Regions from separate parts of the Mus musculus genome. Here region 1 is linked to region 2. A link is a contact called in public HiChIP or PLAC-seq data. All regions are on one chromosome and are shown on one strand. Each heading gives the region's core, a stretch centred on a gene start, on an enhancer-like site or on the middle of the called end of the contact. The rest is flanking DNA. Distances are from core to core; before and after follow the strand shown. Region 1 holds the start of Nipbl (NIPBL cohesin loading factor). Region 2 overlaps Nipbl (NIPBL cohesin loading factor).

What was found. HiChIP or PLAC-seq counts read pairs in DNA pulled down with a chosen protein or histone mark.
Region 1: a contact with region 2 is called in an H3K4me3 HiChIP or PLAC-seq map of bone marrow-derived macrophages, with 2.7 times the contacts expected there. The contact joins the promoter of Nipbl here to the enhancer-like site in region 2. A contact is called at or near these places in 2 of 39 promoter capture datasets (the HPC-7 cell line and pre-B cells), 1 of 484 Hi-C or Micro-C datasets (MC3T3-E1-derived osteoblasts), 6 of 115 datasets of contacts at active chromatin or transcription factors (the HPC-7 cell line, the SCID.adh cell line, bone marrow-derived macrophages and 2 more) and 1 of 9 other capture datasets (adipose tissue).

What each region holds. Positions count from the first base shown.
Region 1 is chr15:8,442,757-8,447,951 of GRCm38.p6, forward strand. It overlaps Nipbl (NIPBL cohesin loading factor), which reads right to left and starts at 1,707. Exons shown (of 47, transcript NM_027707.3): 1 at 1,369-1,707. It overlaps LOC102634078, which reads left to right. Exons shown (of 3, transcript XM_017316813.1): 2 at 959-1,208; 3 at 1,307-3,107. The coding sequence ends at 2,535.
Region 2 is chr15:8,338,703-8,343,948 of GRCm38.p6, forward strand. It overlaps Nipbl (NIPBL cohesin loading factor), which reads right to left. Exons shown (of 47, transcript NM_027707.3): 11 at 4,773-4,955; 12 at 173-370; 13 at 1-50. Among named protein-coding and RNA genes, the nearest start is that of Gm52208, 61 kb to the left of the region's middle. Within about 2 kb of position 2,114, at least 13 of the 459 cell types and tissues checked have an H3K27ac peak or open chromatin away from gene starts, as enhancers often do. A contact at or near this core is called in bone marrow-derived macrophages, where this site is marked.

The DNA of each region.
Region 1 (5,195 bases), core at 457-2,956, 100 kb after region 2:
GAAACAAAGTATCAAACGGGACATTTCTTTTTCTGTGCAATTTTTAAAGTCTGAGGACTTTTAAAAAGGTATTTCCGTCTTACACCAACTTCCATTGCCAAAGCCGCGAGAAACAAGCTCCCAACATCTAACTTACTCGTGAACTAGAACTTGGTAAGATACAGAACTGGTATTTTTCTCCAGCATCTACAGATACATTTGACCTATTAAAATGACACCTCGCTCATTACACAGTCAAACATCATGGTACAAACAGCCAATGACAATCCTGGGACTCACTAAGATCTGCCCTGACAAGAAAGGATGGCACCTTCTATGTGTGTATATGTATGTGTGTTTTAAACCTCCCAAAGATTCTAAGTGCAACTTAACTTCTATCCTTTGAAAGAAAATAGGTTTCATCCTTATCTCCATGTACGCTCAAAAACACTTAGAATTCTTTGTATTCTTGCACCCGTTTAGGCTAAAAAGTATCCAGAGAGTTTTATGTAGTCATTTAAAATTATCCTTACATAACAGATACAAATACAAAGTGTCGGAGTAAACCTGTCAAGTTCTTTCTACTTGGTCTTTGAATAAAAAGTCCATGTGCAACACACTCTGTCAAACAACATAAAAGCTCCTGGGCGGGGATGTGCAGTGTGCACAACGCTAGGGTTTTCTAGATTAAATATACATGTGGACGGTTTGATCCTTTTACAAAGGAAACCAGTCTTTATTAACTTTCCAAAACGTCCAAACAAGTTTGGCAGAGAATTACCACTGTAGCCGTGTCTGAGTATTTACATTTGTTTCACTAACTGAAACTACTTCCTCCCTTCATGGGGTCACAGGGGGAAGAAGGGGGGTTGTTTGTTTCACTGGGACGTTCCCCACTCCCGGACCGGGAAAGTTGTAAATATGGGGGACGATCGGGGCACATTTGCTGATAGTTGTATTGTTTCCGCCTCCTCACTAGCTACGGCTCCTCTCCCGGGCGAGGCCTGTCACCGACCAGCAGTCGCTCCGCTCAGCCCGGAGCTCTCCTAATCCCCGAGCTCAAGTAGATTCCGCTGGCCCGCGGCCTGCACTCTCCGCCGGGCCTACGCCTCCCCGGCCGCCCGGCAGGGAGCCCGGTTCCCCGTCACCGAAGCCGGCCGGGAGAGGCTACGAACCCCGCCGCCACCGCCGCCGCCGCCGCCACCCAGGGTGGCTGCCGCCGGAGAGGAGCGAGCGAGCGAACTCACTCTCTCGACTCGCCCCGTGGAAGAGACCCGGGGCCGCTGAGGAAACGGCGGGGAGGGGAGCGAGGAGGAGAAACGCTGAGGGACCTGGCGCCGGCGCCACCGCCGCCACCGCCGCCGCCGAAATAAAAGAGCAGGAATTTACCTGGGCGAATCGGCGTCTGAATCCGAAGCGGAGGCCGAGGCCGCGGTGGCAAGAGAGAGAGAGCGAGAGAGCGAGACTATAATCCGGGCCGGGAGGGGGGGTGGCTACGGCTCCTCTTCCGTCTCCTCAGTGCGGGGAACATGTAGAGCCGGGGGGAGAGCAGCCGAGAAGACAAATCGCGGCTTCTTCTTCGTCCTCCTCCTCCTTCTCCCACATAGAAACACTCACACAAACACCCGGCCGGGGGCCCCGAGCTACCGGGGGGGCATCGCCGCGGGCCCGGGAACCAATCCTCCTGGCGGCGGGGGCGTCCCTCCCTGGCGGCTTTGCTGGTGTCGGGTGAGTCGGTACCGACGGAGGGAGGGAGGGACGGGAGGGCGGGCGGGGGGGAAGGAGCCCAGTGTGTGTGTGTGTGTGTGTGTATGTGTGTGTGTGTGTGTGTATGTGTGTGTGTATGTGTGTGTGTGTCTCTCTCTCTCGTTCCGTCTCTCCCTCTCAGAACAAAATGCCGACCGGAAGTGCAGCTGCAGGAATGACTCCCTCCGCCGGCGCCAAACACTAACAACCACCCCCTCTTCCCTACTCCACTTCCGCCGCCGCCACCGCCGCCGCCGCCACTCGGGCTCGCAGCTCTGCCTCAGCGCGCCGGCTCCCGCGGGCTCCGGAGGCGCGGCGGCGGCGGCGACAGCGGCGGAGGCAGCGGGAGCAGCAGCGGCGGTTCTGCTCCGTGCCCTTGTCCTGTGCAACGGACGGCCGTGGATGCTGCCCGTGGGGTCGCTTCTGCAAGACGGCGTCTACGCCGTTGCTCGGGTGACCGGCTTGATTTTTTTTTTTTTTTTTTCCTTTTGGTCCCCCTCGAGGCGACAGCAGCCGGGCGCTGGTCCGCTGTGGTGGCGTGAGGCCGGGATCTCCCTCTTCTCAGGCGCTCCGGGCCTCATAGCCCCCCACCCTCAATCCCGGAGAAGGCGGCCAGCCGAGGCCGCGCTGCTCTCCCTGACTGGCCGGCCCCGGGCCCCGGGGGGAAGCCGAGCTCCCGCTGCCGGCGGGTTGGATGCCGACCTTTCAAACGCTGTTCCCGCAGCCGTGATGGATGGATCGTCCCGGGAGCGGCCGGATCCTATGTCTGTCTGGGTTATTTTCTGCGAAGAACACAGTCCTCGGAGGTGAAGACTCCCAGCCTGGCTGAGTTGGAATCGTGATCGTGGTGGTGGTGGTGCATTAATTTCTGGAAATACGAGAGGGCTGCTGGACTTGCCTCTTTTTTTTTTTTTTTTTTTTTTTTTTTTCCTTTTTGGCGGTGGTTTTGATTGCCTCCCTGGTAGTCGGGATAAGGCCTGTAGGCGACGCTGTGCAAGCAAGGAGCCGGTCGCTCTGGCGCTGCGATCTAGGTGTGGGTGGAGCCCAGGCCATCCTGACGCCGGGCACCGGAGCCCCGGCACCGGCGCACTTCAAAACATCGTTTTCCTCTGTATGTTGAAAACTCAGAGGCTCTGGACAAGGCTGGAGTACAAAATGTGAATACGAATACAGTACCGTACCCGATGGTAGTGTCTTACTGTAAAACCGGAGGGCATTTCATCGCCACACAGTTTTCTGTTTGCTTGCTTGTTTGTTTGTTTGTTTTTGTATAAATTGTAAGGGGGCTAATTCTTCAGGTAAAAAGTGCCAGTAGGTAAGCACATTTTACTCAGGAGGAACCATATTATATTTTTTTAAATAAAATAAGTTGTCAGCGTTAATCGTTTGCTTGTCTATGCACTGATGTATAGGACAGCTCGCCTACAGGTTATTCTTTTGCTTTAGAAGTCACTGGGGGTGAGGTGTTAAAGATTTTGTCATTTCTGCACTCCTGACACTAGATGACTATCGCGACCAGAGGGAGTAAGTCAGGGCGGTGACTTCGGCCCAAGGAGTCCTGCAAGTGGGGGAAAAGGTCCGGGCTTGATATCCGTGCAAATAGAACTAAGCCTCGCCATGCTTCTGCCGTCCCCTTCCCCAGAGTGCCCCTGGGACTTGGCGGCGCCCTCGTCATCAGGGTTTTGCCCCATGTCACCCTGGTGCCTCCAGCACTTCTGTTTACCTTCCATGTTGGCGGCGTCGTTCTCATTTTTTCCTCCGGGCTTTCTATCTCGTCTGGCTCTTTTTCCCCAGTAGCCTTCAGGGCTTCAGGAAATGAAGTTTAACTTTCCTTCGCAGGTGTTCTGCATAGCGCGCTGTGGATGGCTCAGTCACTCCCCTCCCTCACTTCTGAACTCTACCCTTTACTATGAGTTTATCAATACCTAACAGAACTTTTATGAAAGACGGTGAAAACTGGAAAAATGTTTAGATGGAACCGAGATAAGGTTATTAGAGGTCAGGAGAAAGCTCTCTTCTAGACATTCGAAAGCTCATAAAGATGATTGCTTTTAGGTTTCTCTAGATGGCATGGCAGAGGCCTGGACATTTGTTGATCACGTGGCCTTGCCCCTAGTGGGCTAATTCATATTACTCTAGTGACTCACAAAAATGCATTCTTAATCCTGTCTGCCCCCCCCCCCCCCCTTTCTTGCAAATACATGCAAGACTGACTGACTGACTGAACCGAAGTCTAAGAATTTGATTGGCTCGGCTCAGATACAGCAGCATTACTGGAAAAGTTCATTCAGCAAGTATTTATTGGTGACCTAATGCATGCCGGGCACTGGGATTCAGAGAGGGTGTGGAAAGGACTTCGGTTACTACTTAATTATGCTGTCAAAGCAAAAGCTACAGGGATTTTTAGATTTTCTGAAATACAGGTTCTGTGAAACATGAGGGAAGCCTCGTGTTGGTATTTTGCTCACCGTTGGGGTTGACGTCTCTTTAGATTTACTTAGCTTACTGAAAGGCATTTTGGAAAAGTACAAATGTAAGAAATTTTATTTCCCAGTAGCTGGAGAGTAGATCTTAGAATTTAATATAGCAGTGGGCTGGAAGCTGTACAGTAAAGACTTTATTTAGTTCTGTTTCTTTTCTTTACATGTACAGAATTTTTAGACAAGGATACTGTTTTAGTAGCTATTTTATACCCAAATAATTAAATATTATTTGGTAGAGTCAATCTGCACCGTATTAATTAGTTTTGAAAACAGATTTTAAGTAACTTCCAAGTGGCTTAGAATCTTCCTCATGCGTTCCGTTTCCCACGGAAGCAGATTTATTTACCCTCCTGCAAACTTCCTTGAATGTTACTGGTGACCTAGTGATTGTGCATGCTTCAGTAGAGACAGTTGATATGCTGTTGGGTACAAAATCTTGGCATGGTTTCGGCATTTCATCTAAACTAATACAATTTTGCGTGTGTGTTCTTATGTGTGAGAGTGTACACGTGTGTGACAGGAGCTGTCCACCTTACTTTTTAAGAGGTTTCTTCCAGGGACTTGAGGACCTGTGCTTAAAGTGAACTAGCCAGTTTAAAATTCTCAGGGAGCTACTTCTTTTGGCTTCCCCAGTGCTGCAATTACACATGGGCACTACTATGCCCACTACTATATCCAGCTTGCTGGGGACTCAAATCGGGTCCTTATGTTTGTATTTTACCAACTGAGCCATCTCCCCAACACCTAAAATTAATAACTTTAATTTATTCCCTCAAAACCTACTGAAGATTTATTAGGTGCTAATTAGCTCTTTTCTAGCCACCTCATATAAAATAAGGAATGAAAGAAGACAAGGGCTCGCTTTCTTTGAAGGGTCTTCCGACAACAGAATTAAATAATTTCAGGGTTTATGAGTATTTCTTCACAGAATCAATTTGTATTTTGCTCGCCTAAATTTCAGATCCCTGTTGTTTTGAGACAGCCCCT
Region 2 (5,246 bases), core at 864-3,363:
GTAAGCTTTCCTTTTCTTTTGTTTTTCTTTTTTCTTCATTTTTCTAGCAACTAAAAAAAAAAAAACCAAAAAGAAACATTGAAACTCAAGAATGATACCACAGGAAAATGTTCTTCAAAGTGAGAAGAGGAAACAGAAATTGGTTTTCGACCCACTGGAACTGATGCATTACCCTCACTAAGGCTGGGAGGAGGGGAGTAATCTTCCATGTCAGAATCGGACGGACTTCGGTTTCGGTAACGACCACCACCCGAGCTCCTCCTTCCGTCATGGGAGTGGCCACTTCTCCTATGATCCCCAGAGCTTCTTCTGTCGCGCTCTTCGTATTCCCAAGCTTTATCGTCATCTTTTTTATGCCGTTTCCTAGAGGCTAGAAGCAAATCCCCATGACAAATAATTTACCTCACTTTAAAAGACTGTTAAAACTTGTACTTTACAATGAACTACATCTTCATTCTGTTGGTCTATGAAAGTCTGAGCCATTCATCTACCCAGAAGATTAAATGATAGTATAGATACCATGAATTTGAGCATTATGTAATCTAAAGCTAAAGGTTTGTACACGAAGTTAGCTTGCTAATAACCCGATAGGAAGGTTCTGAGACGTTAAAGCACAGTGTACATTTCAGTGAGAGGTTTCAGCACATCAGTAAGAAGTAAATGTAAAATTCAGATTAATTACGACTTATAAAACAACCTTTATTTAGATTTTTTTTGGTTCAAAAACAACCACCATTTATAATTTTTGTCGGGAGAAGGGTTTGGGGGTAAAATAGTCAACTTTTGAGATAGTGTTACAGAATATATGTGACCAAATACTCCATCAATTAACGGCTAAGTTATACTTACAACTTAGCAATAAATTCCAGAGACTCTGATGACCTAACACCACAAACCTACAGAGATAGTATATATCAGAACTGCAAACACTAACACACTGAGATAGATAGTTCCCCGACAATTGGCATGCTAGACTCAAGGCAAGCTTCTAGGCTTACGCATGCTCCAGAAGCATGTTCATATATGTTACCTCCAGAAGCATGTTTATATATGTTACCTTCAAAGGTCCCCCCATCTTTCCAAAGTTTATTCTGCTAAGATCAACAATACTGACAGGAGGAGCGTCTGTGCAAAGAATTTCATCTGACATATCAACTCATGTATTAAGTTGAAAATGAATCTGAGCTTTAAGAAAGGGTTACAGTTCAGTATTAAAAAGCAACAGTTCTGCAGTGAAACTTAGAGGCAGTGCAAGTGAAAAATACACTCTACACCTGGTGTCTGGTGTAGGCACCACTAGTTAAAAACAAGATAGGACTGATGTGTCTGTCCTACCTTGAGATTATTACAACAGTATTTAAAAATATTTATTTGTTGTTATTTTGTATGTGTGTGTGCATGTAGCTCGGGGCAGCTCTGCATAGTCAGTTCTCCCACCCCACCTTTTATGTGGGTCCCAGGGTTGAATGCAGGTTGCCAGGCTTGTGTGACAAGTGCCTTTTCACTGATGAACCATCTAGCTGGTCCCTATACCAGTTACTATAGTAACAAATTGCTGGTGACTAGTCTGTTGATTTTTTTTAACACCTTCCTTCCTCTGACTGGCTTCTATGAATTCCTAACTATGATCAATATACAGAAATATTAAAAGAAACCTCTTGAACCCACTACGAGGCTTAGATTTAAGAATGTCAATCTGGCTCAAACGCCCTATTTATATTTGTGTTGGTATCACTATGTGTGAACAATAAATGTCTAAATGCCATAATTATTCCTGTTCATGATCTGGTTTGTTTCCTGGTACTAAACTCTAGTATGAACAGAAAAGGGTAACTTGGTCTTAAAAGAGTTGTTATTGAAAACAGCTCTATGGGAGTGAATATATTCAAATCTTCAATAGTTTACTTCATAACTATTGAAGGTATGAGTCTCGTTAAGCTATAAACTATGTGAGAAGCGGCAGGACCTCCTCACGTTTATGGTTAGGGTATGTTCAAGAACACCCACTATCTAAACAACTTGTTTCATTATTAGAGAAAAAGGGGAAGAGAGACTCACTTAGATGGATCATGTGTTTATATAATATTCACTAAACATTTTGCAACACTTCAACAGTTACTGACTTGTCTACCAAATAAGGAACTAACAAAGTTGCTTAGAATGAGGCATGCTATAATGTCAAGTATGAGACCTTATGCTTACAAATCAAAACTACAAACTATTTTACTCTATATTTTAATTAATTAAAAAAAATCTATATTCGGCCTTCAATTCTATCACTATAAATCCTTGATAAATCTTGTGGTTATTAGGAATTATACAGTATGCTGCACTCATCATTCTTTAGAGGCCTTAGGGCATCTTTCTGTCCCATTCATTAAAGTTTGGGCAGTTTGGATTAAAACAGAGTGAATAACCCCACAATGTTTATGCCACAGTGTGTTCCATGAGGTCAGCACCATCCCAATTAGTAGGCTAGCTTGTTAATTTCTCTATTTCTCTCACTGCTCTAGAAAACGCAGAGGACGGATAGGAGCACAAACGAGACACAGGAAGTATGAATTCAGAGTTCTCTACCTCCCCTTTCGGAATTTTAGTGCTCCCCACCCCCATTTCCTTCATCCTCCCTCTCCACCTTTTCCTGGTACCGGTAACTTTATATTTGTATTTTGGTTAAGTTCATCTGTTAAGTTCAACTTTCAAAGAGATTCTTTGGTTATTTATTTATTTACAAATTACAATACTATTTCCTTAATCCTTAGATTTTAGTAAACCAATTTGTTTAAACTTCAGGGAAGTCCTAAATTTCACAAAGTCTATCTCAAAACAACATAATTTTTCCAATTACTGTTCACATGATACTTTTTAAATTTTGTACAGTAGTACAAAATTTTGGTTACTCTTATAGCAAAATGACAATTTGGTTCTTTATGTCAACTACCAATTGAACATTTTCAACAGTCGAATCAGTAGACCCTTGATTTTTATACTTAACTAGATTGAAATAAACGAAGCAAAACAGTAAACCATTTGGGTATCTTTTTTAAAATCTAGAGAAAATTCCTTTTCTCATAGCAGAAGTTGAAGCCTAAATACTCTTAACAATATTAACATGAGCTTTCAGTACTCCTGGGTACAGTTATATGGCACCCATAGTCTTAGGGTGAGGCTTTACACTTCCATGAAATGAGACAGTATCTTTCACAACAGAAAAAAAAAAATTGTGTCTACATTGATGACAAAGGTGTGGCTCAACTTTTCCCTACTTTGTAGTGGACATTTCTGATTGTTATCCTTTGCTTTTATTATTCAGGAATTTCATAATCCGCACCAACTTAGCAATGCAGGTAGCCACTCAAGCAGCCAGAGAAGAAGTGAAGTTTATAATGAAGCTGCAAGTAAGGACTTTAGAACGGTGAAAGGATAGGGGAAGGAGTAGACAGACATGCAAATAAAAGGAACTAAATTTTAGGGCCAACACGCTTCCTTTGTCTTCTTACTTTCCAGAGCTAACCATGTCCTTATTTCACCAAAATGTTTGATTATAATTAAAAAAAAACTTTAGCCATTTTAATATACTGTATTGTTAATACATCTCATAATAACACAAATTATAACAATCACACATGGTAGATTATCTTGGTTGTATATTTCAGTTTTAAAACGTAAAATCTGTTCAGTATCATAGTGTACTGCTCTAGCTGAAGAGCTCACAATTTTGAAAGGATGAGTAAATGAACATTGATTAAAAGCTTTGGAGGAGGTGAAGAGCTTCCATCGGCAATATACACTTAAAAATGGCAGCATGCATCTGTCCTTCCTGCCCTTGCTTGTCACACCTCAATCTACAGACACTAGGTGGAAAAGGTAGAACACACTGGTGGTCTTCCCACTTCTTTTGGTCATTATGACTAAGTCAGTTGGCACACAAGTGAAGATCTCCCATAGTCTGTTTCCACTGAATGCCGTTTAAGTCAAACAAGGTTGCTGACCCCTCTTGGCTAGGCTCAATTCTCTTGCTCCAGAAGAAGGAAGATAGGGATAAAAGAGAAGAACTTTTTCAGTGGACCAGTAGGAAGACAGGCGAGGTATAGCAAGTCTAGTGCAAAGACAGGTGATCACAGTGTTGTAGAGAGGTAGCTGTGTAGTGAAGAAGCCAGCTCTGGAAAACAGTGAAACAAGGGAGGAATTCCAGGACACAGCTGGGCAAAAGGAGAAGCCAGGTCCAAACCACACAGATAAATCACAATGTGGCTAAGCCATTCATAATTTAGTGATAGTATGGTTTTAAATATTTCTTTATCTGGCTATCTCCTACGTGTCCTTCCAGACTCAAGTGTCACCTCTTCCAGTAAGCACTCTCTGAACCCCCACTGACATTGATGGCAATGTGCTCGCACAGCACCCTGCATCTACGATTACCACTTGTAGTACAATCATTACAGATCCCCCCAACAGACTGAGACTGTGAGATAGGGGTCACATTTTTAATGTGTAGTTTAATTTCCAACGCCTACTCTCTATCCGGAGTCCAGTACAGGTAAAATACAAATAGACACAGAACGGGTGTTTTCTATCACTATTACAGCTCAGCTAGACTTTTTCTTGGTGCCAAGTGAACTCATCTTTCATACAGTTTTAAAGTATAAAGAAAAAAATCTTGCTATACTAAGTTATTAAGAATTAAGGTAACTGTGCTCTTGTTAACCCCCAAATTATGTTACACATATTAATCTGCCTTTAACTCCTAAAGACAGTTAAATGATACTTACATTCAAACGCTTCATCACTATCATTATCTTCATCTGAACTGATTTCAGCATATTTTGGCTTTTCATTAACTGTGCTACGCTTGCGTTTGTTCATTTTCACACGTTCACAAAGTGGCATGGTAGATTCAATTTCTGCCAGGAGCTCAGGGGGCAATTCTTTTAACACTGATTGATCTATACTACCTATTAATAAAAGGCAAGAAAGAAATTTAAATCTGAAGATAAAAACTTTAACCAAAGTAGCAGAATAAAAATAAATCTTTTTATAATTATAACTTAAATAGCAACCCTAAACGTAATAAATTTATATGTACATATAATTATATAACAATTTTAAAAATTGACTTTATTATTGTAATAACCGAGATTAATGATACAGGCATCTTGTCCATGTTAGGTAAGCACTGTCCCACTAAGTTACACCGTCATCTCTATGTTGTGTCTCTCTAGGACTACAGCAGGCCCCCCATAGCC